Linked DNA regions of Ovis aries: regions 2 and 3 are each linked to region 1. A link is a contact called in public Hi-C data. All regions are on one chromosome and are shown on one strand. Each heading gives the region's core, a stretch centred on a gene start, on an enhancer-like site or on the middle of the called end of the contact. The rest is flanking DNA. Distances are from core to core; before and after follow the strand shown.

Evidence for each region. Hi-C and Micro-C count contacts between places; a contact is called where the count stands out from the background.
Region 2: a Hi-C map of hypothalamus shows a contact between it and region 1, with 2.4 times the contacts expected there. The contact joins the promoter of RBSN here to the promoter of NR2C2 in region 1. A contact is called at or near these places in 2 of 16 Hi-C or Micro-C datasets (hypothalamus and skin fibroblasts).
Region 3: a contact with region 1 is called in a Hi-C map of liver, with 2.7 times the contacts expected there. The contact joins the promoter of MRPS25 here to the promoter of NR2C2 in region 1. A contact is called at or near these places in 2 of 16 Hi-C or Micro-C datasets (liver and skin fibroblasts).

What each region holds. Positions count from the first base shown.
Region 1 is chr19:57,305,127-57,308,606 of ARS-UI_Ramb_v3.0, reverse strand. It overlaps NR2C2 (nuclear receptor subfamily 2 group C member 2), which reads left to right and starts at 1,821. Exons shown (of 14, transcript XM_027957808.2): 1 at 1,821-2,184. LOC132658194 (a long non-coding RNA gene) reads right to left here and starts at 1,769. Exons shown (of 2, transcript XR_009597473.1): 1 at 1,337-1,769; 2 at 1-1,221.
Region 2 is chr19:57,100,707-57,104,186 of ARS-UI_Ramb_v3.0, reverse strand. RBSN (rabenosyn, RAB effector) reads right to left here and starts at 1,582. Exons shown (of 12, transcript XM_027957805.2): 1 at 1,468-1,582. It also overlaps the pseudogene LOC114109355.
Region 3 is chr19:57,129,277-57,132,756 of ARS-UI_Ramb_v3.0, reverse strand. It overlaps MRPS25 (mitochondrial ribosomal protein S25), which reads right to left and starts at 1,633. Exons shown (of 4, transcript XM_015102172.3): 1 at 1,368-1,633. The coding sequence starts at 1,501.

The sequences.
Region 1 (3,480 bases), core at 572-3,071:
TCTGCACCTGTAGCACCAGAGAGGTCACTTTTCTGGGCATCAGTTCTTTCACCTCAGGTAAAATGAAATAACAGTGGCTTGTTCACAGAACTGCGAGTATTAAATGGAGAAAATCATAAGCCATCAGAGAAACATTATTGTTTAGTATTCATTTCAAAATCTAGTACAGTTCTGTTTGCCCCCCCCCCAAAAAAAACCCCACAAAAAACCTCAATGTATTTATTTTAAAGCTATAGCTAGAAGTGGTATACAACATTGAAAACCTAATTTGGGGGGAGGAAAGTACACAGTTACAAGTTTTGTGGTTTTTTTGAGTTTTTTTTAATTTTAAAATCTTTAATTCTTACATGTGTTCCCAAATATGAACCCCCCTCCCACCTCCCTCCCCATAACATCTCTGTGGGTCATCCTCACAATTACAAAGCAGTACATGTTTACAAGGATTTATCATCAAGATACTGTGTTCCCTTAGGCATATCATTTGACATTTCTGGTTCTCATCTTCCTCTTCCTTGAGAGGTGAAAACAAGGAAAATGGGTCTGTTAAAGCATTTCCTATCAAATAAAAATATTACAAGATTATGGACGAAATACTCAAAGCTGAGGTCACACTGATAAAAGCTAAATGGCTACTGGTTAAAAAAAAGGTTAAATCATCCATCTTCGAGTAAGAATTTATTAATAATAAACAAGAAAAGTTCAGAAAAAATCAATTAGCAGCGGATCTTAGGCCTATCAAAAGGCACGGTCATCAAGCGGTCTGCCCTATGCAGCTCAGGGCATCCCAAATAAAACGGCAGTCTGCACCATGCAAAGCAAGTAAAACCATCACTATGAGAGAAATATCTAGGGAATACCTACAACCCAAGATTCATAGGATCAAGAGGAGCAACTGTATTTGTATACGTAAGCCAACTCTACAAGAAGTTTCTTTGTATACACTTTAGCATTGTTGCACTTCATTGGTAGGACTGATTGATGCTGAAGCTGAAGCTCCAATCCTTTGGCCACCTGATGAGAACTGACTCACTGGGAAAGACCCCGATGCTGGGAAAGACTGAAGGCAGGACAAGGGACGGCAGAGGATGAGACGGTTGGATGGCATCACCGACTCGATGGACATGAGTTTGAGCAAGCTCCGGGAGTTGGTGATGGACACGGAGGCCTGGCGTGCTGCAGTCCATGGGGTCCCCAAGAGTCGGACACGAGTGAGCGACTGAACTGAACGGAAGCACTGTTGTTCAGTTTCAAATCGCGAGGAGACTCTGGACGTAAGACTTGGGGCATATATTCCAGAAAAGACAGTGACAGGCTTGGGAGGGCTTCAACACGTTACCTGATACTCCCAGAAGCTGGTGCATCCTCGGATCATCCGGACCGAGGGCACGAACCGGTCAACGCCCACCCAACAAACCACCCACTTCCGCCCTCCGGGCGCTCCGCCGCCATCACTTCTTCAGTCCACAAGCACAGAGGCTTCGGCTGGGCTCGGCGGAGGCCCGGGTGGGGGACGTTACGGCGAGAACACGGTCCCCATCCGGCCTCGAGGAGCTCGCGGGCGGGCCACTCCGAATAACGGGGAGGCCGGCGTTCCCGGCCTTTGACAACGCCCAGCCAACCCCACGCCCCGACGACCTCGGCGTTTAAGCTCCGCGGTGGCCGTATGGCGGCGCGGCCGAGCCCGGACAGAGACCCCGGCGGACACCGGAGCCGCCGCCCGGGCCGCGGCCGCGGAGGGGCCTGCCGGAGCGGCGCGGCCGGCGCGTTCCGGCGCGCGCGCGCGCCTCAGCCAATCGCGTGCTCGCCCGCCCCCCGCGGCCGCGACGAGGCTGGCGCCGGGAAGAGGAAGAAGAACATTCGCCCTCCTCCTCCCAGCGCGCGGGCGGCGGCGGCGGCGGCGGCACCGGGGTCACGAACTCTGACCTTTCACTGACAAAAACAATAACAAACCCCTCCTTCCCCGCGACCCCGGCGGCGCCTCCGGGCCCGCCCCCGCCGTCCAGCTCCCACCTCGGCGTCCCGTCTCTCGCCAGCTGCCCCGCGAGCCTAAGCGGCCCGGGGGCTCCCGCCAAACGCCGACGCCGGGAAGCCGGCCTCCCCCCCGCGCCCTGCCCTCCGCGCCGGGGGCCGACCCGCCGCAGACACGGGACCTGCTTCGAGGCCGCTTTGGCGCCAAATCCTGAGGTAAAAATTGAAGGGGAGAAAAAAAAAAAAGGGCCGGGGCGGGCTCGGGCCGGCGGCGGAGGGGGCGGGCCTGGCGCGCGGACATGGAGGCGCCGCGGCGGCGGCGGCTGAACCCGACCCTTTTACCTTTGCCACGGGGCGGTGGCGCCGGCCGCTTTGCATAGTGGGCCGGGCCGCTCCCCTCCCCTCCCCGCCCGCGGCCGGCGAGGCGAGCGGGCTCCCCCTGACCGGCCCGGCCGGCGCGAGGGTGGGGGCGGAGGGGGGACGCCGCGGCCCCGCCTCACAGTTGGCCCTCCGCCAGCGTCGCCATTTTGTCCTCGGCGGCGACGGCTCCGGCTGGGCCGGGCTCCCCTCCTCCTCCTTCATCGCCTGCTCCTCCCAGAGCCCTCCTTCCCTCACTCCCCGGCTCCTCTCCCCTCCGCTTCCCGCCCGCCGTTGGCCACCGCCGTGGCCCAACCGCCGTTTCGGTTTTTTTTTTTTCCCCTGAAGGGGAGGGTTGGAGGAAAGGGAGGAAGGCGGGTGTGCGGGTGCGACCTTATGAGTGACAGCTGAGGGGGTCAATTGGCGCCCAGATAGGAGGGCCGGGGCCTCGCGGCCCCGCCCCCTGGGCCTCTGCTGATTGGGCTTTGCTGGCAGGGGGTGGTCCCCGCGCGGCGCGGGCGCCCTTGGCGGGGCGGGAGCAGAGACCCGGGCGCGGCGTGGGGGCTTGGGGGCGGGGCCTGGGGGCGGGGCGCGGCCGGGGGCGCGTGGGACGCGCGGGGACGCGGCGAGGGCTGGGGCGCGCCCTCCGCCTGGTGCGCGTCCGGAGTGAGTGCTGCTGAACAATAGTAATAAAGGTGATGAAGCATCCTGAACCCAGGGCCGTCGGCTCGTGGGATAGGGCGTTGTGGAATCGATACCTCTTAGGGCTCCTGCCAGTGTTGTCGGCGCGGCTGCGGGCGAATCCCCTTCCTGAGGCTCAATTTCATCGACCCTAAAATGGGAGGATGGGCGTTCTTAGCAGGCCGGACCTCCCTTCTCAGCTCGTGTGAGGTGCTCAACTCAGAAAATGGAGTCCAGGCTACTTTGCAAACCTCGAGTCCTGCAGAAGTGTTGTTATGGTTGAAAATGGAGTGTGGAGTCACCTGGAGTGGAAAGCTTACGGGTATGGAGGGCTTCAGAGAACAGAGGGGAATCCGGAGTATTGTCTTTTCATTCGTTGGTTAAATATGTATTCGCTCAGCCCAGGGTCCTGGAATACATTCAGAGAACCAGGTAGACCAGGCCCCTGCTCTCCTAGAATTGGAGGTGTGGGGT
Region 2 (3,480 bases), core at 333-2,832, 200 kb after region 1:
TCTCTTTCCCTTGACCATTTATTCAACTACATATATGGAGTTTCTGCATCTGTCTCAGAAATGCACTGATGTAAAAGGGATAGCATCTATCCTAGAAACCAAACAAAAATTCCAACTTCAGTCTAGGGAGCAGCATTAGAAACTTGACTGATCAGAAGGAAAAATCTACTTCGATAGCCTCAAACTGAAAATAACACAAATACTTACCAAAAAAAGAAAAATATATTTAGTGTCTTATGTTTGTATGGTACTTATTCTCCAATAAACTTACTAGACTTTATAAACCAGCAAACCTAACGTTCTCCCTGCCTCAAAAATAAAAGAATCGGTGCTTAAACAATTCAGAGTTTAATAAGTTACATTTTCAGTTTTATCCAGCCTAGACAAAGTCACTTTCAATGTCAACTTGGAAAGATTCCCAGCCACAGGGAAAACGGAGGCAAAACCATTCCACCAAAGCAGAGAAATTTCTCAAGAACCTGAGGCCACAGACGAGGGTGGAGAGTGAGCAGGAATGTACAAGCCTCAGCTTTGAGCTGCCGATGGACCCGCTTACAGGGCCACTGAGGAGGGACTGCCCAGTCATCAAAGCGAAAGGGGGTCGGTGACCCAGGAAATAAACAAATGAAACACGCGGTTCCTGTTTTCTTCCTCCAGTGAAAAAGCCCGACGATTGCGTACAATCACATCTCAGCCCCTTTCAGAGACAGCCGCTGAAAAGACAAGCAGCTCCTAGCCAGAGGTTCATCCGAGCCTCCTCTCTTCCCACTCACCCGACCAGCCGCAAATCCAGCACAAACTCCCGAAACCTCAAGGCACCTTCACGGCCGCAGAAACGCACTGCTCAAGGTGTTCTGTCCCGGGGCACCTCTCCTCACAGCACTGACCGCAATTTGTAATCACAGGTACACAAAGCGACGAAAACCCACAGCCTGTGAGCTGTGTGAGGGCAGAGGCCACGTCCACGTTCCGACCACCACGCCCGCAGGGTCAGTGCCCGGCACGAACCTCCGACGATCCCAATAACGCCCCGGGAGGGAATGAATGAAACAGCGAACTCTAAGATCACGTAACCAAACACCCATCACAGACCACCTAGCTGGGCCCCACGTCCACAACACAAGCGAGCCGCTCATCCCCGAAATCCTGTCCGAAATCCAAATAAGGCCCACGGTTCCTGCAACTCCTCGTCCAGCGCGAGCGCCGCCGGCCGCTCTCCGCAGCCTGGGACCACACAGCCCCCGGCCGCAGAACCCAACGCCGCTAACGCGTCCCCGCGCAGCCACGGCCGGAGTGAAAGCACCGCGGACCCGCGGGCGGGACGCGCGGCAGGAGAGGCCCGGCGCCCACCACGCAAGTCACACCCACCGCCACACAGGGCCACCGCGCCACCGCCACCAGCCGCCTGTCTGCTGGCCGAAGCGGGGTGGCGCCCCAACCCGGAGAGTCGCCTGGCCCTCTCCGTACCCTGCTCGGGCCTCCCCCGGGCGCGCAGGCCTGTCCAGTCCTCAGACGCGGGCTCCGGGCCTCCGCGAGCCTTCACTCGGGCGCGGCCGCCATCTCCATCAACAGCTCGGCGCTCGGCAGGCACGCCTGCGGCCGCCGCGAAACCAAAAAACCGGGGGAGAAAACACTCGGGAGCGCCGAGTCATCGAGAGGCCGGAAAAAAATTCCCCAGGATCAGCGCAGCGGCGGCTTCTGCGCAGGCGCCGGAACGAGTGGCGGGGTTTGTTTTGTTTGTTTCTTGCCTTTAGTCGTGTCCAGCTCTGTGCGACCCCATAGGCGGTAGCCCACCAGGCTCCCCCGTCCCTGGGATTCTCCAGGCAAGAACACTGGAGTGGGTTGCCATTTCCTTCTCCAATGCATGAAAGTGAAAAGTAAAAGTGAAGTCGCTCAGTTGTGTCCGACTCTTCGCGACCCCATGGACTGCAGCCTACTAGGCTCCTCCGTCCATGGGATTTCCAGGCAAGAGTACTGGAGTGGGGTGCCATTGCCTTCTCCGAGTGGCCGGTTGACGCCCCTTGATTTTACGTTTTTCCCAACCCCGCAACTTGGGGGTGTTGTTCAACGGCTAGGTCGTGTCTGACACCTTGTGACCCCATGGACTGCAGCACGCCAGGCTTCCATGTCCTCTCTTTCCCTCTCGGAGTTTGCTCAAACTCATGTCCATCGAGTGGTGATGCCATCTAACCCTGTCATCCTCTGTCATCCCCTTCTCCTCCCGCCTTCAATCTTTCCCAGCAGCAAGGTCTTTTCCAGTGAGTCAGCTCTTCGCATCAGATGGCCAAAGTATTGGAGCTTCAGCTTCAGCATCAGTCCTTCCAATGAATATTCAGGGTTGATTCCCATTAGGATTGACTGGTTTGATCTCCTTCCAGTCCAAGGGACTTTTAAGAGTCTCCTCCAGAATCACAATTGGAAAACATCCATTTTTTGGCACTCAGCCTTCTTTATTGACCAAGTGTCACATCCTTACAGAACTACTGGAAGTTCAGGGGCGCGGGATGGGCGGACACTGGGGTGGGGCAGGGAGAGGTGAAGTTAAACCCCATTCCTTGCTTTCCACTCCATTGCACAGATTGGAAAACTGAACCTTATAGCCCTTTAGGCCTTGGCCAAGATGCATGGTATATGAGGCATCCAGGGGTCTTTAATGCCTCCTCCAGACCAACAACTGCAGTTCTATTAATAAATTAATTAGAAATAATAAAAGTTCTGGGGCTTCCCAGGTGATTCAGTAGTAAAGAATCTGCCAGGCAATGCAGGAGATGTGGGTTCGATCCCTGGGTTGGGAAGATCCCCCGGAGGAGGAAATGGCAACCCACTCCAGAATCCTTGCCTGGGAAATCCTACGGACAGAGGAGCCTGGCGAGCTACAATCCGTGGGGTCCCAAAGAGTCACACGCAACTGAGCACACACACCTAGTACATAAAGCTCCTGAGAGCCAGACAGAAAAGGCGTATTTGAGAAACTCGCAGTATGTGGAACCTTCTAGAATATCACTGCGTGAGCTTAAGCTTGAAATAAGATGGGGATCCAACCCAAGCATGTACAATGTGCTCAGGAAAATCTGTGAATCTTCAAATGCAAAACAAGATGGCAGTGAGACATCACTTTGTAACTGAGTGGCTGTATCGCAAAGCAGTGTGTTGGTGAGGATGGGAACTGGGAATGTAAAGTGATGCAGCCGCTGTGGAAACCAGCACGGAGTGCCTCGAAAATTAAAAATAGAGCTGCAGTGGGGCTCACTGATTCTGCTTCTAGGTTTTATCTGAAGAAAAGACTAACTGAAAAAGGCATCTGCATCCACTTACCTAGTGCAGCATCTCCTACAAGAGGCAAGACATGGAAGCAGCCTAGAGTATCCAGGAATGGATGAATGGATTAAAAAAAAACACAACAGTGGCCAAAAAAAGGGGGGGAATGCTCATTATATTCACCGTGGGCCTTGGGGACCCTGACTGCTTTGACACCCCTAC
Region 3 (3,480 bases), core at 384-2,883, 180 kb after region 1:
GACCCCCTGGGACAGGGCAGTATTTCATTTTAGTACAGGTCCATCCACACTGTGTCCCGCCTTCACTGTACCTGTCTGGCCTCTGCCCTGGGACTCCTGGTGTGGATGGAAGGATTCAAAGTCAGTTATGCAGGAGACCTGGAGCCCATTCAGCCCTATGACCGAGTCTTCCAGGAAGTCCTCATACCAGCTGACCCCACACAAGCAGGTCCAAGTTCCTAGGGGGCAAACGCAGCTAGGGGGTAGCTTCTGGCTCTCCTGAACAGCCCTGCACTGAAGAACCTCCCGGAGTGGGTGGGGGGGGACCACCCTCGACAGGGAGCTGCTCTCCAGTCACACTCTATTCCATCCCACACACCCAGGCCCAAAGTTTCTGAAAAAACAGGAATTACATTTCCAGCACATCGCGGGGCGGCATGAACAGGCACTCGGTAAATTTATATCTAACACCTGAGAAGCCCAGGGCACTGTCGCTGCCTCAAGGTCCAGTTCAAACCTTTCATTTGCAAGCTTTCCTTCCAATGAATCCCGACTCTGCTGCGGGCTGAAGAGCATCAAGGAGCTGGGGGTGCAGGGGCGAAGTGGGTAACGGGAGGCTGCAGAGCTGACACGGACAGTCCCTTCATTTAAAGGGTGATGAGTCCGGACGTTCCTGGTGGTCCAGTGGTGGAGCAAGGGGCGCGGGCGCCATCCCTGGTCGGGAACAAAGATCCCACACGCTGCAGCGCGTCTAAGCCCGGGCGCGCACAGCCGGTGGTCCCCAACCAGAGAAGCCAGCGCAAAGAGTAGCCCCTGCTCGGGTAACACAAGAAAGCTCCTCCCCCGCCCCCCGCCGCCCGCGGCAACTGAAGACAGCACAGCCCCCAAAAAAACCAACGGTGATGAGTCCTTGGAGAAGGAAGCACTTTCGGAGCTGCCCCTCACCAGCCTTCAGGAGGGTGTGCCTGGCCGAGCCGGTCCCTTACCGTCTCGCGCTCCCTCATCCCTGAGCCGAGAGGAACACTGCGGTGAACCGCACGCGGAGCGTTCAGACACCGCGCTGCACGCCGGCTCCACCAAGGCCAGCGGCGGTAACCTCTCCCAGCGCACCGCCACCTCAGCCCTGGGACACAGGTGTCCCCCCAGTCGGGACACTGAGGAAAAACAACTCGCCCGGAGCCCGCGAGTGCAAGGAGAGCCGGGACGCCAGCGGCTCGGTGGCCCCGGCTGGGCTCCATCCACTCCGCCCCTCTCCCAGCCCGGCCCAGGGTCCCCTTCTGCTGCGGGACCTGGGGCAGCTGCCGGTCCGCGCAGTGGGGCGGGGACAGTGGCGCCAGGTCTCCAGCGGGCTCGCAGGCGACTGGTGGGAGCCGGCGGCTCGGACTGACCTGGCGCCTTCGCCCAGCTCCCCGTGCGTGTTGTAGTTCACCGTCATAACCTTCACCGAGTCCTTGAACACCACGTCCCCCTGGCTGAGGTACTGCAGGGTGCGGCGGATCGGGAAGCGGCCCTTCATGGGCATGGCGGCGGCGAGTGGGGACCGGACTGCCGGCCACGAGTCCAGCAGCGCGGAGCAGCGAGCACGGGCAACAGCTCCCCCGCTTCCCGCCGGCCGCCTCGCCTCGGCGCCGGCTTCCACTTCCCGCGCAGACTCACGGGAGACGGAGGGTCGCTCCCGGCGGGCAGCACGCGCGCCGCGGAGCAGCTTGGGACTTGTAGTCCTGGCTGGCGGGGCTCTCCTCAGTTGGCGGCGGCGTGGGCGAGGAGACAGCGGCTCTGGCTACAGCCTCCGACCTCGTGGAACGTTGAGGTTTTCACGCTCTGCGACTCGGTCCTTCTCCCCTCCGCCCAGGGAAAACATTTTATGTAGACTCAAACTCGGTCATTCGGACAGCAAACTTAATAGGAGGAAGTAATTCGGCAAAGCTGAGTTTGAATACCAAGGCGCCCAATAACTTTCTGTTCAACCTCGTGTGTCTCAGTTTTCCTCACTCGACTCCGGCTTTACGGTGAAGGGTAAGACCTGCGCCATGTCTAACACTGACTTAAAAACAAACAAACAGAAAACAAAACACTGACTTGCAAAAGGGTGGGGGGGGGAAGGAATTGAGTATGTATCCACTTCCTGGTTCCATCACTTAAGAGCTCTGGATCTCTATTCCTTGAAAAGCAAAAGGTGGCTGAGAAGTACTCTTTCTGAAGTACTCTTATTGATCCGAATATGTCAGTTCTTTACTTTTGAAGGACAGTTTTGCCAGATACAGAAATACAGGTTGGGAGTGGGGGGCAACTTTCAACACTTTAAATGTTTCACTCCACTCTCTTGCATGGTTTCTAAATAGCAGGCAGCTGTCTTTTTTCCACTATAGGAAAGACAGTTTTTTATTCTGGTTTCTTGCCGGGGTCCAGCCCGGGTGGATCCAGGGTAATTCGAAGGGGAGACGGAATCGGCGTCCTAGGAAAAAACTTATTTAATTACAGATATAAAGAGAGATTAGAAAAGGATAGTGTAGTAGGACATGTTAGTGGAGAAAAGGAGGCTGAATAACTTGGTTTACGTGGAATACCAATCGAGTATCCATGCTCCAGATGGGAATTCAGCCAGAAGGGGAAAGAAAGAACGACACGGGGGAATCAGTCTTTCCAGAAACTGATCCGATTTCTTTATTTTCAGGTTGCTTATATACTTTTTGTTATACATAGGGATGAATACAGAGTTCACGTGGGGTCAGCAGACCTGGCCCTTGTCAAAATCAGGTGCTTCATATAAAATTATACAAAAGGTTTTAGGGGTTTTACATCATCTTCTGACCATGAGGCCTGCTGACATTTTATGGCCCTTTCTGATAACAGTCAGTCAACCAGAAAACTTATTTTTTCCAGGGGTGATTTTTTTCTTAAACCAGGTGCCACCCTCCAAATAAAGTTGCATTCCTATAGGGTGAGGGTATAGTGGGTTACAATCAAGAAAGGAATTTACGTAGCCTAAGGTTTAACATGATTAATCTTAAAGGTTAATACTTATTTCTCCTATATGCTAGTTATATTCATTATAAGGGCAGGGAATATGGAGATTTAGCGGCAAATATTGGCTCAACAAATGAAAAACCCTTCACCAATATAATTTCTAATCAACCCACTATACTCTACTAATAATTTTCTAACTTCTCAAAAGAATCTGTATTTAGAAAGTTTAAAGCATCTTGTGCCTCTCACGGTTGGGAGGCTGTAAACAATCACATGTGGCCAGACGAACCTGCTCAGGCAGGCTAGAGAAACTTCAGAGGAGTTTGTAAGTTGAAACACTCTTGTCACGCCCAGGAATTTTTACTAACTGGAGCTGCAAGTTAACTCCTTCTCCGAGAGAGGTGGTGGGGGGTCAGCCCCCCATAAAGTCAGAGGTATAGGTGAGAGCATAAAACAGTAAAGTAGGCAGTCTGGTTTTGGGGGTAGATGCTCGGGAACAGGGGCTCTCCTGAGGCTCGATCTCGCCTTTGCATG